Regions from separate parts of the Ovis aries genome. Here all the other regions are linked to region 1. Evidence: chromatin contacts called from public Hi-C data. All regions are on one chromosome and are shown on one strand. Each heading gives the region's core, a stretch centred on a gene start, on an enhancer-like site or on the middle of the called end of the contact. The rest is flanking DNA. Distances are from core to core; before and after follow the strand shown.

Region 1 (4,469 bases), core at 319-2,818:
TATTTTTGTTTGCCTACAACTAACAATTTTTAAAGAACAGCTTCGTTTGTTTCATTTTCCAACACAAGTATGGTGGGCACAGCGTTTTATAATCCTTATTCTGGAAGAAGATGTGGCAGGTCAATGGCCTCTAAAACATGCCAAATGTTCCAATAAGTTAATGTTCAGCAATTTTTTTTAAAGGCCACAGGATGAGTCTATATAACTCTACAGCAATAATCATCCCCTAACCAAATGTACAATGCATTGTTCACCAAACCATCCCAGTGGTTTCGCTGAACTGGGAGAAGGAGGATGGTTACCGTGACATCATTTCTATTATTTAAATTAAACAGCGAGGGGAGACTATAACTGTTAATAAAAGCCATCTCCACGCCCCTCATGGTTTCCCCTCCCCCTCTAGCATTTTATGACGTGTCATCCACGATAAATGTAAGCAGAATTATGTCGATCCGAGTAGCCTACTCTATAACTCTAATGTTGCATCTACAGGTCAGCAAGGAAATGCAGAGGAAAATTGCCATATTAAGGGACAGTTGTTTGAGAAAATATAGGTATTTATGAGTTTAGGGTGCTGGTGTTGTTTTTCTCTTTATAAATGTGTGTGTGTGTGTGTGTGTGTACAAAGTTCTGCAAACGCTTGTGCACACCCTCTGTAGTATACCCATGTTTGCACATTGAAAGCGGCCGGGTAATCGTTCCGTGGGGCTAGCTTAATGCAGTTAACAGAGAACTAACGTGTCATCTATGTCGAAAAGCATGCTCCTATTTTTAAAATCCCGTCACGTAATGAACTGGTTTTGTACCAGTCTGAAGCTTCCACCTTTATCCATCATGAATGCTCTTGTAAAAAAAACAAAAAAAAACAAAAAAAAAACACACAAAACATTTCAACCACTTGGTTCCTGACCATTGCTAAAACGACCCCCTTCTTTCTCTGCAACTATTCTTTATTTTTTTAAAGCCTATTTTCGTATTTAATAGTACTGATTATAAACAATCCTTGTTGTATAGAAACTCAGTTGAAATGATCCAGTGAGCTCCTGCCTTGGTCCTTGACGCAGACTGTCATCTCAAGTACTGGATGTGACCGGACTAGGTGGCCGGGCTCTAAGCTGCAGGAGACCGAAGCTACTTTTTCGTGCCCGGATGTCACCTTCTTTCTAGCCTGGAGCTTGCGCGCTGCGCACACACACGCGCGCGCACGCACACACACACACACAGACATACACCTCCTTCATAACTAGCTGAGGGGGTACCCCAAATGTGAGCAGAGCCGCGGGGCTGACTGAGGCTGAGCGAGCCTGGGCGGTGCGGCAGCCGCCGGGGAGAGCGCGCCCGGCCCAGGGGCTCTGGTTAAGGTGGGCGCCGGAGGCTAAGGACGCACGGGGGTCTCCGCGAGCTTTTAGTTCTGGTCTGAGACGCGGGCGAGGGTGGCCAGGAACCCAGGAAGGAAATCTAAGTTGCGTGGAGCGTTGGAGCCCTTAGACAGCCACCCTGGTCCGGGCGGAGGACCGCTGGAGCGTGGAGCGGCCTCCGGCGCTCGCTCGGGCGGGGTGGAAGCCCGAGAAGGGGGTCCCGCGGCGCTTTTGTACCGCCCCGCCTAAAGCCGGCCGCGATCTGACGTACCGGCTCCCCCGGGACGCTGGGGGCGTCGCACTGCAGCTGGGTGGGGAGCAATTTATTCCTCGCCGTCCCATCCCAGCCCATCTTCGGTTACTCCACCCTACCCGTCCCCTCCCTCCTCCCCCTCTACCTACGCCTTCACTACCTCCGATTCCCCACCCCCTCTCCATCCTCCATCCATCCCCCTTCGACTTCAGTCTCCCCCTCTCTCCCCTCCCTCCCGCCTCCCTTCTCTCTCCCCTCCCTCTCCTCTCTGAATAAGCAAGCTTTTGCCTCTAAAAGTCACAAGTAATCCTTGTGTGTGACAGAGGAGAGAGAGGAGAGAGGGAGAGGCGAGCTTTCGGAGAGGAGCAGCAGGCAGGAGGAGGATCTGGCATAGCGGCTGGGAGAGGAAACTTGACGCTTCGGGGCCAGCATTTGCCAGGGCCTTACTCGAGGTGAGTACTCGGGGGACGGCGGAGTTCGATTCCTGGCGGGGTCCAGCCTCCGCCCATCGCCCAGGCCCAGGAGACGGGCTCCGTGACCCGGGGCTACTCGAAGGCGGATACAAATGGGGGTGGGGGCGAGCAGGCGAGCGGGGTGAGGTGCGGCGGGCAGGGATCCGAGCAGAGGGCCGGGGTCAAAACGGTGCTGTGTGCCTGGCAAGGCTGGACTCCCGGCTCCGGCCCCGAGGCCCCCTGTGCGTCCGGCCAGGGTTCCAAGCGAGGGTGGCGGGGGATGTGGGGAGAGGTTGGGGGGGGGGGTGTTCCCGCTACCCGAGTCCCCTCCCTATCTGAGCGTCCCCGCGGCTCCCCTCTCTCCCACACCCGCGTGCAAAGCAGCCCCCGCTCAGTCATGAAGTGAACATTTGAGCCTCGCTCAAACCTGGAAAGGGAAAGTTTGGCGAGGCGGAGGCTGCGCAGCTCGGTGGTTGCCTGGAACCCAAGCTGGGACCCCAAGACTTAGGAAATCGAGAGATTTCCTTTTTTCTTTAAAAAAAAATTACCTTTAAAGAAAAATTGTATGCATTCAAAAAGATTATTGGATTACTATGTCTGATCAGCTGCTGATGACCTACCAATAAGCGTTTTAAATACACACGCACATTTGCGCGCGCGCGCGCGCGCACACACACACACACACACACACACACACACCACACCAGGGGCTATGTGCTGTAGGAAAGGCCGTCGTAAGTAACCAAGAATTCAGAGGAAGTCGCAGGGGCTTTAAAATGTATAAAGGCTGTGTTCATGTCCTCCACGGGTACAGAGAACAGAGGGAGGGGGCGGAGGGAGCGCACGTTGGCTCGGCGTTTTCTCTGTGCCTGTGTGTTTCGTGTGTTGTCAGCTGGCTCTGGTTTCTAAGCGCTGAACGCTGCCAGGGGCGGGGGCCGGCATCCACCATCCACCTCGGCACCCTAGTGGCGAAACAGGACTCATTTGTTTGGTGCAGAGCGGTGACGACCTAGAAGAGACTGAAGTGTGGTTAGGTCGGCCCCCTGCCATCCATTACACCTGCGGCAGATGGCTCAAGTGGTAGAATGGTTTGTTTTCGGGGATGGAGAACAGAGGAGGGGGAGGCTAGAGCCTCGCCCCACTCTAAGGAAGCACCATAAAGAACCAAAGACACGAAAGAAGCCATATTGTACCATCGAAAGAAATACTGTTCCGCAGTCTATGAGGGAACCTGGACATGTTAGTGACCTGGGTGCCTGACTCCAGTTGATGATATGGTAGAATTTTAGGATCAGTATTTTTTTCCAATGAATTTTTTTATGACGTCCCTACTCCCTCCTACACACACACACAGACACACACACACTCCTGTCTCCAACCAGATGCACACAGGTGTCCTTGAATATCTACTCCCTGAAGCCAAATGTCATTGAGCCCCTGCAGGTTTCACCGAAGCTGAAAGGGAGGCCACTCCGAGAGCTGGGAGCCTCTCCCCTCTCCCCAAGTGATTTATGCCACCAGCCTGCCTGCTACCACACACAAGTCCCCCACCCCAGATAACCATGTAGCAGGATTTCAAATATTTCCATCTCATTTTACATGTAATGATGTGCCTTTCTGATCAATAATCCCATCCTGGCATCCCTTCCTTCCTTCTTGCTTCTCAACAAGCAGGAAAGGAAGTACACACACACACACACTCTCCAAAGTGAGCCCAGAGGGAGGGCATGTGTGACAAAGGAACACAGACACAGTCTAAAGACAGTTTGGCCTGTCTTCATCCCTTAATTTACTTGCTAATTTAAGGAGAGATATATTAAGGAAGACCTGAACAGAATGAGAAGCCTTGTCTCCACCTTTACTTCACACACACACACTGTACCAATCCACTGTAATATTCATGGATATCCATGGCTTATATATTTTTATATATACTCATCATATATGTAATACTATGGTAATGCCACATGTAATATCATAATATGCATACATCCATATTTCTTGTGAATAAGAAACAATTTCACTGGCCTAATTTTCTATTCAAAATAAACAGTCCTTTAAATAGGGTTTAACAAGCTTATGCTTCAGAGGTGATTAGGTGTATAGCGAATTCTACTATTTTGACACTTAATTCTATTTTTCTATTTTCTTAAATCAACACTATTTAGAGCTAATGAAACCAAAGAATATCAGACAACAATAAGAAGCCATTCTAGATCCGATTTTCAAGTTATAAATAAAGCTACATTCTAGAAACAATGTTTCTTAGGAAAATTTTTCACCTTCTCCATTTTTCAAGGCGCTTTCAGTATCCAAAGATACCTCTGAAATGGGTTTGATTCACAGTTTCTTGTTGTGTGCCTAGTGTAATTTAATTTTTCTGTAATCATCTTCTGTTCTATGAAG
Region 2 (4,479 bases), core at 1,274-3,773, 600 kb after region 1:
CATCTATATAATGTAATGATTAAATGGAGACACTGCATTATTTAGGTGACCCAACTAACCTGTCAAGCTGGTCCAAATTCTATTGATGTATTCGGTAATCTGAAATGATATAAATAAATATATGTTAAAAATCCACCTGCTTGAACTTGGTGTGTATAAAACCATAGACATGCTCTAAACTTTATTAGTAGTATCTACTACTAAACAGAATTAATTAGGAGATGTGTCTTCAACCTCTTATTTTGAGATAATCTTGGACTTCTGGAAAAGTTGCAAAATAGTATAACAAGTTTTCCTATATCCATCATCCACATTTCCTCTGAAGTAAAAATACCAGAGCAGAGTTGGAAAAATGAATAAATTTTATATTAATACAATACTCTTCACTAAATAAGAGAGTTAATTTGGATTGTATTGGTTTTCTTACTAATGGTTTTTTCTTCTGCAATCTAATCCAGAATTCCACATTGACTTGAGTTGTCTTAATACCTTGGTCTCCACCAGTCTGTGATAATTCCTCAGTTTTTCCTTGATTCTTATGAACTTGAATTTTAAAAGGTACTGGTGTAGTGTTTTGGAGAATGTTCCTTAATTTTGATTTGTGTGATTTTTGCATGATTATACTGAGGTCATGCATTACTACCATAAGGTGGTATGTCCTTTTTCAGAGCATAGCATGAGGGTACATTGTGTCGATGTGTCTTGGTACTGGTAATATTAATCTAGGTCACTTGGTTAAGGAGGTGTCTACCATGTTTCTCCACTATAGTTATAATTTTTGTCTTTGTAATTAACAATTTTTGGGGAGGTGGAACTTTGAAATTATGCAAATTTTTTCCATAACCTTTGCCCACTAATTTTAGCATTCATCAGTTGATCTTGCCTGCAGCAATGATTACTGTGGTTTTTGAATGGTTATGCTTGTCCATTTCCTTTATTTCTGTACATTTATTAATTATAATAAGTAAAGAGGAGTTGTCCCTTCAGCACAATTTATTTGTAAGTAAATATTTTTAGGTAAATAAATATCTTAAGTCAAGGATACTTATCTTATTCTTTGGATTGTAAGTCAATATTATTTGATTTATTTTGTTTAACTTGTAGATTTGGCCATTTGAGATGTTTTTATTTTGGTGCTCGTATCCTTTCTGTATGTTCCCATCCTTTCATTTATTTTTCAGTACCACAAAATGCCTCAGACTTGTTTTATACTTGATGTGCCCTAGCCTTGGAATCAACTACTTTTCCAAGGATCCTTGCTTCTTTGTAATTAGAAATGGTATTTAGAAACCAAGGTCTGGATACTAAGGGTGCTAGTTCCTACCAGATGTCTCTGTTTCTAGGCCTTCTCAACACACAGCGCTAGGAGATATATGTATGTATAGTTACCTATGCACACACATACTTTTATTTTTGTATCTCTTTATCTGTATATACCTTTTAAAAAAAGAAAGATGATAAACTATTACTGATATGATCATATTTGTATTGCATACTGAAGAAAGCAGTTCATTCTAATCTTTCCCCTTCATTTATACCTTATTTCTCTGACAGTAGAAACATAGCTCTTAACACTACAAATATATTTACTTAGTTGCTCGATCTGATTATTTACATAAAATAGTTTTAGGATTACTAATTCAATATCCTTCTGAGAAAAACTTATCATCTAGAATACAGAAGTACAATATTTGTGACTTTGTTTTTTGAATTTTTACCGTATCAATCAAAAGACGGTTTTCCAGAATCACTCAGGTCGGCCCCTTTATTCTCTCCACCTTCTTCAGTGTGATTATGGGACAGATTTGTTATACCCTTAGACCAGGTTCCCTCATGTCTTAGTCGATATATATATATAGAAAACGTCACTGTGGTATACAGTGTTGTTGTTGTTGTTGTTTAGTTACTAAGTCATGTCTGCCTTTTGTGACTCCATGGGCTGTAGCCCCCAGGCTCTTCTGTCCATGGGATTTCCCAGGCAAAAGTACTGGAGTGGGTTGCCACTTCTACACATACAGTGTTGAGTTTTGACAAATGGAGTTATGTGTATAACACCACAGTTCTTAGTTGTATCACTTCTAAAATTCCTCTGTGCTGCTTCTTTGCAGTCAGTCCCCAAATGTCTGTTTTTACTTACCAGAAAACTAACTTTTTGAGAGTATTCCTTTCTGTTCTCATTTTTGCATTCTAAGTAATTATAGTGCTAGTTGATACTCAGTGAATGCTTATTGAATAGTCTGTGCCCTAACAGCTAATATCGAACAGGCACTGAAAAAAATTCTAAGTGAATGACTCAGTGGGCATTTATATGACAAAAGGGACATGAAATGACACTTTTGTTTGGAGACAGAATCACTTAACTATTGTTCTTAACACACCACATCAAAAGACAGTGGCTTAAAACAGTAAACATTGATTTGGCTTAGTACTCTGTGTGACTTGATCGGACAGTTCTGGACTGAGCCCAGCTTGACTGATCTTGGTTGAACTCATTCATGTAGTGTAGTGAGTTAACTGGTCAGCTGGACTCTGGCCAGTTTGGGTTGGCCACACTCACCAATCAGGCTATGCTTGGCTGGGCTTGTTTCATATGTAGTAACAGAGTTCAAAAAGAGTGAGTGAATGGCAATGTGCAAGGTTTCTTGAGCCATAGGCTCAGAACTCACAGCCTCACTGCTCCTGGACTCTAGTAGCTAAGGCAAAACATACAGCAAACTCAGGTTCAAGAGGTAGAACGTAACCTCTGAGTCTAGATGGGAGGAGCTTCACTGTCAGACTATCAAAGGCAAGGATACAGGGAGGAGTGATGAACTGCAGCCACTTTTGCAATCTGTTGCAGAATCTATGCAAATACATTTGTACATCTCTTAAATATTTCTTCATGTAAATATTAAAGCCATCCTGCCCCCTGCTGGTCACAATCTTGTATGTTAATTTTTTTTTTTTTTTTTTAGAATTCTCTCTACCCCAATATGCCTTAAAAAAAAACACCAAAATCTGATTCAGAACAGCTGATGTGAGACCAGAAATTGGCTTTTTTGAGAGGTTCCTCGAGATTAGGAAAAGAATTTCCATTTGTTAGTCACATTTTCTCCTCTTTGCGTACTCCAGTATTTCCACCTCCTTTGTTGGGCCACGGTTCTTTAAATGTATAAACTCATTGGAGAGAACCAATGAAACGATCATTGCACATTTACACGTGATAAAAGGAAACCTTCAGAAAATGGGGATCCTAGAACTGAGTTGTGTGCTGAGAATTTAAAGATTTGATCATTATATCCTTGACTGGATGCTTTCTTCTTTGCTAATAGGCTTAACTCCTTATACATAGTCACTTGTGTAGATGATACTGTGTTATACGTGATATTTATTTTTGGTATTCCTCGTAGTCTGTTTTCCTCTTAGTCACTCCTTTCCCGTCAAAGTTTCCCACAATATTTCCTGCCTTGTTTTCTCTTCACGGGCTTCACACCTCTCCCGATGACAGCGTTCATTAGAGTGCAGTCAGTTCTGCTTTCATAGTTATTCTAAGCACTGAGCAGTGATGGTGGATGTATCAGGGCTGACATGTTCCATCAATCCAGGGTACTTGAAAAGGAATGGTTAAATTGATGCCCTAAAGTTTGATTTTTGCTTCAATACTTTTTGTTAGTTTTAGCAAACTGCTCGGTACAGATGTCTCAAAGTCTCCAGACAGCCTCTGGGAAATTCGGCACATCTTGAATAAAAATGTGTTGGAGAAAAGAAAATGATACCCAGAATCCAAACAGGTGCATCAGGCGATGCATTTAATGAAGTTGCTAAGTTTTGATTGTGCAAAATGGGGCTTCAGTAGAAGAGAAGAGAAAAAAAAAATCCCAAACCAGGAAAGATGGTAACTACATATGTGATTTGCAGCAATTGCAATATATGTATATTTCTGTCTTTAGGGAACAATGAATTATTCTAATAAATCCTACCTCCATTGTGGAGAAAGAAATTCTCTTTAACTATATTTAATAGTGTTAGTTGAGAGGCAAATGATATGAAAATGGCTGAACATGTGGGAATAAAAACAAAAATACCCTGTACTTGCAATCTTTTAGTCATTTGCTAAAGAGATAATTCTTTCTGGTGATAAAAACCATCCAGGAACTGTACCTTTAGGAAATTAATGGGAAGAAGCAATTGAAGCAGCAAGTTAGTCAGCCTGACCAGAGCAGGAAGTTTTCAAACGGCTCTAGGATACCCAGGGTGTCAAGTGGCAGAGGCTGGCATGTGGGGCTCACGCTGGTAAGGACCCACTCTCCATTACTCTCCTCATTCGTTTCCACTATCACCCTCCTCAACCTAGGAAGGTAATTATAATTTGTTTTGCGTATTAGGTTCGTTTCAAAAAGTTCTTTTAAAAAGAGATAAAGAAAACTGCTATTTTGGAATATCCAAAAACAGCAGCTGAGGGCTTCCCTGGTTGTCCAAGTTAAAGAATCCACCTTGCAG
Region 3 (4,915 bases), core at 1,892-4,391, 820 kb after region 1:
GGACAGAGCTCAGCCTCGGTCACAGATCCAGTGTTTAGGGCAGTGCATTGTGAGAAGGCTTGTGGATAAAACACCTAGGAAGCTAGAATTAATATTTTGATAAAGTAGGTGCCCTGAGTTTTAGGATAGCTGACTTAACCACTGAAGTTTCTGTGAAGGAAGTAAATGAAACCAACAAATCCTTCTTTCCCCAAACCGATGGGGAATTTTTAATCGTTTCTTCCATGTTTTGCATACTAAAGAGAGAAGACTTTTAGGCACCTTAACATGCTGAAGTGCTTTCCATGGCCTGTATGCTTTCTATGATCTTCTTTAATTTTTCTAATTTACTCCAGCTTAAGATTTTTATTTAAAAAATGTAGCTCAAATTTATGATACTCCAAACCGAGTGTGTTTTCTTTTTACCCCCCCAAAGAAGTGTATTTATTTTATTAACAGTTTCCAAATTACTAATGGGTGTCTGGTTTTTCTTAAAGATAACAATGGCTTTGCAGAAGCCTGACCACGAGCATGAAATAAAATATCAGTAGATAAGCTGAGGAGCTTATTTCTATGTAATCTCTACTCTGTTATTAGTGTGTGCTTTTTATTGTCACAGAATGAATAGGACATTTAGTTGTTTGAATATTCAATTATTAAATTATTTGCTATTTAGTTAATTGGTTGGCCAAATAAACCAACCAGTATTCAAGAAAAAAAAAAAAAACTCTCTCAAGAAAAAAATAAAAACAAAACCCACAGAAAAGTCTTTTTTTAAAGTAAGATTCTGATCAGTAGATTTTCTTTATATTTTATAATACTAATACTATAGAAAACCAATTGACAAATGAGAATGAAATGTATTACCAATCATTTCAAGTACTAGTCAACACTGCTTGGTGTGACTCCAAATGTGTAATGTGCATGTGGCCTTTTAAGCTTGACCTAGTACACCTACAAAAGCATTTACAAGTGGTTTTTGCATAAAATGATGTTGCACATTTGATCAGACTCTTTGAATGTATGAATACAAAAAACCCCCACAAAATATTAGTCTGTGTTGCTTCCACCCATTACCCCTCTACCATGAAAACTTGGGAGTGTTGGTGTTTTCCATTTTATGGAAATAGTTTAGTCATTTATTCACATGGGGGTCCAATTTTTTTTTTTATAATTTAGAAAACACTTTCATTGAAATAATTAACACAGTCATTATGGGTGCATTGTCCCTCTCAGAACCAGTGTAATGCTATTATTTTTCAGCAAGTGATCAAGCAGAACTGAACGGGCAGTTTCTAAAGCGTATATGTATATACCTGCAGGTGGCTTTTCAAGCATAAAGTGACTTTCTGCTCCACTGGCGTTAAATACTTAGATACCACAAAAAACTTAGTTGCCGCTCACAGTCAGTTGAAATCATACTTCTAGAAATTGTTTTAGATCTGCATATAAAACCACTCATTTTAAGTATTAAACCATTAGTCTGTATTATATCTCTTATGACTATCTGTGAATTCTATAGAGCGTCTTAAGAAAGCAAGTCAGTTATGTGCACGTAAGGCTTCTATTTCAAGATATCTACCTACCTACCTATATCTATTTTATAGCAACTCATGTAATAATAATAATAATGGAGTTTTGGAGACTGTACTAAAAGTGTAGATATTAAATGATACCAATGATTAGAGCCATTGAAAATATGACTCACAGGACTCAATTCATGCATTTATTTAACATGACAAATTAACTTACGTTCCCACAAACTAAAAATACCCAGGGTAAAATGATATAATGTTGCCTATGAAGTAACTTTGCCAGGTTGTCCATTTGATCTCCAATATTTGTATTTCTAAAGAAGTGTGATTACATTTTATTGAACCCTTATTTAAAACATTCCTAGATGTTTTAATTGAATGTCACCATAAAATCTCCAGTTTTCACAAAGTCACTGAAATCAGGGCTAAGAGGATATCCGAAAATGATAATCTTCCTCTGAGAGGCAACACACAGGGGAAAAAGGAAACCTTTTTATCAGTCGCTCAAAACTAAAAAAAAAAAAAAAAAAAAAAAATTGCCTTTAGAAATCTTTCAAATTTTGAATTATAAAACCCATTATATGTATAAACATAGCTGTATCAGTAGCACATGAAATAAATTATGCAGTTCAGTTTTTCAGTGTGTAATATAGTTTTTGATCATATGTAAATTTGCTATAAGAGGTTTTAAAAGGAATCTTTTAAGATATACCCCAAACTACAGCAGATTTGTCATTCATGCCCTGCTGAGCATAGAGGCCTAATTTTACCTTTTTGCTATTATTTTAAATTAAGGCACTTATCCAAAAGATCAAAACAGCTTTTACAATGGACATTTTGTGAAGCGAGATGGTGATAATATCTGGGGGAATATGGTAATTGTTCCTGTTGTGGAGGCCCAGGGAGGTATAAGCCTTCTGTATATATCATATATCAAGAAGCTGGGAATACACCCCTTATAAAGTTATATCTCCAAGTTTGGAGGGTAGATTAGTAGATACCTTGTGATCAAGCAGAAACATTCTATGAAGCAAAAGCGTCGCATTTGAAAAGGACGAACAAAGGTATTTCCTCTTGGCTGGTAAAGAATTAAGAGGACAACCGCCATTCTGACAGCAGTTATAAATCCAGCTTTTCATATTGCAATCCTTAATGAGGGACTCCACAATATCAGATGAAGAAAGACAAAGAGAATTTTTGATGGGAAAAAAAATCAGGAAAGAGAGCAAGATGACTGAGAATATGAAAACTTTGTGTGCAGTGGTTTGAGCGCCAGGCTGATGCTGAAGGGACTTCTCTTTGCCCCTCACTACCTAGTAGGGGAGGCTGCATAACAAATAGCAGGCTAGCCCCTAAAGAGCCAAAGGTAAAGTTCTCAGGAAACCCCAGTAAACACTGAAATGATTTTCGCTATTCCAAATTTAATTCGACATTTTCTGAGTGTCGTGGGGGGAGGGAGGGTGGAGGACCCTCTTTGTGTCCTGAAAAGTGTCTTGCGACACAGAAAGATGTCTCTGAAAGAAAATGCATCTTGTGTGGCTGAACGCTGAGCTCTCAGCAGGAGTATAAACCCCTCCAGGGCGCCAGCGGCGGTGGTGGAGCGACCCAGTGCAGTGCTTTCATGCCATCTAGTGGCTCCATGAGAAGTTCCCCAAGACCCTCTGATCTCAGGAAAGCATTCCTGTTCGCATGGAGATAGTGTCTACAAGGCAAGGGAAGGGGAGGAATTGCCATAGTTATTCAGAGAATTCAGACAAAAAGGAGCTATTTTGCTTGAAAAATGTAAAGATTTTAGTTTTAAAATATCTCAGAGGTTTGAATAACCTGCCTTTTAGTTGTTGGTGACGTTTTAGTTTGGGTGGATCTAGTCCTAGAATTAGGATTCTTCTTCTATTCGTATCCATTTTTTGAATTTCTCCCCCACTTCTCTTCAAAATTCCTGTTTGGATTTTCATTTTCTCCAAAAATGGAAGCCTCTTTTTTTTTTTTTCCTTGATTCTAACAGGCTTTCACTTTTCAATAAATTGTCCCCTTTGGGCATAAAGTCAAAGAACCACCTCCTTGGAAACACTTAAAATAGTTCTATTCTCTGATGCTCTTCCCTGACCCCCGCCCTCAGCCCCGCTAGAGCAACAGCACTTGGAACCTCAGTTTGCCAAGCTTTACAGGCTAAGATATTATTGTCATTCTCAGAAATACAGCTTTCCACTGTTATCCTTGTAAATTATTATTAAGGTGGCCGTAGTCACATTATATGTATGTAGAGTGTATTTGAACTTTCTTTAATAAGTTAATCTTCAACTGGCATTGAGGATTCTTTACCATAAACCGCACATTTCTATCTTTCTTTTTATAGATTTGTTTCACATGTGAAGGGATTCCGCCTTTGAACCCATTGATTCACACGTTTTAAAGCATTCTACTCTGGCAGTACAGGATTGCCTTCTTGGATAATGTGAAAAGATTAGATTTGTAATGTTTTTGCTGTGAGGTATAGATGCCTTTTAATGACGCAAGGAAGCTGATTTCTAAATTTGTTTTATCAAGTATCTGCATAGTGTTAGTCATGGATCAAGGATTAAAGTCACCAAAAAGAGGGAGGGCTGTAGCACTACATGTATAGACCAGGAATGATGAAGACCTCATGGCATGAGAATCACATATTTTTTATTATGGTTGGAGATCAGTAAGAAATACAAGTTGTAACTATAGACAGGGTGTTCAGTGGAAAAATAAATACTTTAATAAAACATCCCAACTTGAAAGACTGTAGTAAATGAGTTTAGTACTTGTTTAAGAGGTGTGGAACTTTAACTTTTCATACATTTAAAGTAACATCACAGGGAAAATAATGTTATTGGTTATTTTCTTTACTTTTGGCATATGTATTAAAGTACTCACTTTCAAAGATTCAGTTATAAGCAAAATTAGAAATTCAAAAAGTAGAAATTTAATCTTTGATTTATGGGATGTGTTGCCTTAGTTGTATTCTTCTTGAACATTTGATTTTGGCAATAAGCAGATATCTTAATGTAAGAATACTCCTTTAAAAATAACAAGCCAAAGAGAATGTTCTTTAATTTGCCCACTTTGTACTAAATTTTAGTATAAATTGCTTAAAGAGAAGTCTGGGTTTTCACTTTTTTCCTTGTTTGCAAAGTTTAAACAATGATGAGGAAAAACTCATGTTACAAAAATTATTGAATAATCTCCCTGAATTTTTTATCCTTAAATGGCAATATTAGATCCTAAATAAGAAATACAGTTCAACTGTTTTGTGATTTTTAATTTTCTTGTGTAATTTCTTATCTGAACTTTAAATAATTTAAAAATTGTATTCAGTTTTTTACATTTTCTATTACTTATTACAAATGTACTTCCGTTTTATTTCCATATGCAAA

What was found. Hi-C and Micro-C count contacts between places; a contact is called where the count stands out from the background.
Region 2: a contact with region 1 is called in a Hi-C map of blood, with 5 times the contacts expected there. The contact joins two enhancer-like sites. A contact is called at or near these places in 7 of 16 Hi-C or Micro-C datasets (blood, hypothalamus, liver and 3 more).
Region 3: a contact with region 1 is called in a Hi-C map of hypothalamus, with 7 times the contacts expected there. The contact joins two enhancer-like sites. A contact is called at or near these places in 4 of 16 Hi-C or Micro-C datasets (hypothalamus, liver, skin fibroblasts and 1 more).

What each region holds. Positions count from the first base shown.
Region 1 is chr5:85,861,355-85,865,823 of ARS-UI_Ramb_v3.0, reverse strand. LOC121819676 (a long non-coding RNA gene) reads left to right here. Exons shown (of 4, transcript XR_006060029.2): 1 at 1-2,063. Among named protein-coding and RNA genes, the nearest start is that of MEF2C, 140 kb to the left of the region's middle. Within about 2 kb of position 1,568, at least 9 of the 54 cell types and tissues checked have an H3K27ac peak or open chromatin away from gene starts, as enhancers often do. A contact at or near this core is called in hypothalamus, where this site is marked.
Region 2 is chr5:85,261,220-85,265,698 of ARS-UI_Ramb_v3.0, reverse strand. No RefSeq gene overlaps it. Among named protein-coding and RNA genes, the nearest start is that of TRNAC-GCA, 68 kb to the left of the region's middle. Within about 2 kb of position 2,523, at least 5 of the 54 cell types and tissues checked have an H3K27ac peak or open chromatin away from gene starts, as enhancers often do.
Region 3 is chr5:85,040,152-85,045,066 of ARS-UI_Ramb_v3.0, reverse strand. No RefSeq gene overlaps it. Among named protein-coding and RNA genes, the nearest start is that of TRNAC-GCA, 290 kb to the left of the region's middle. Within about 2 kb of position 3,141, at least 9 of the 54 cell types and tissues checked have an H3K27ac peak or open chromatin away from gene starts, as enhancers often do. A contact at or near this core is called in hypothalamus, where this site is marked.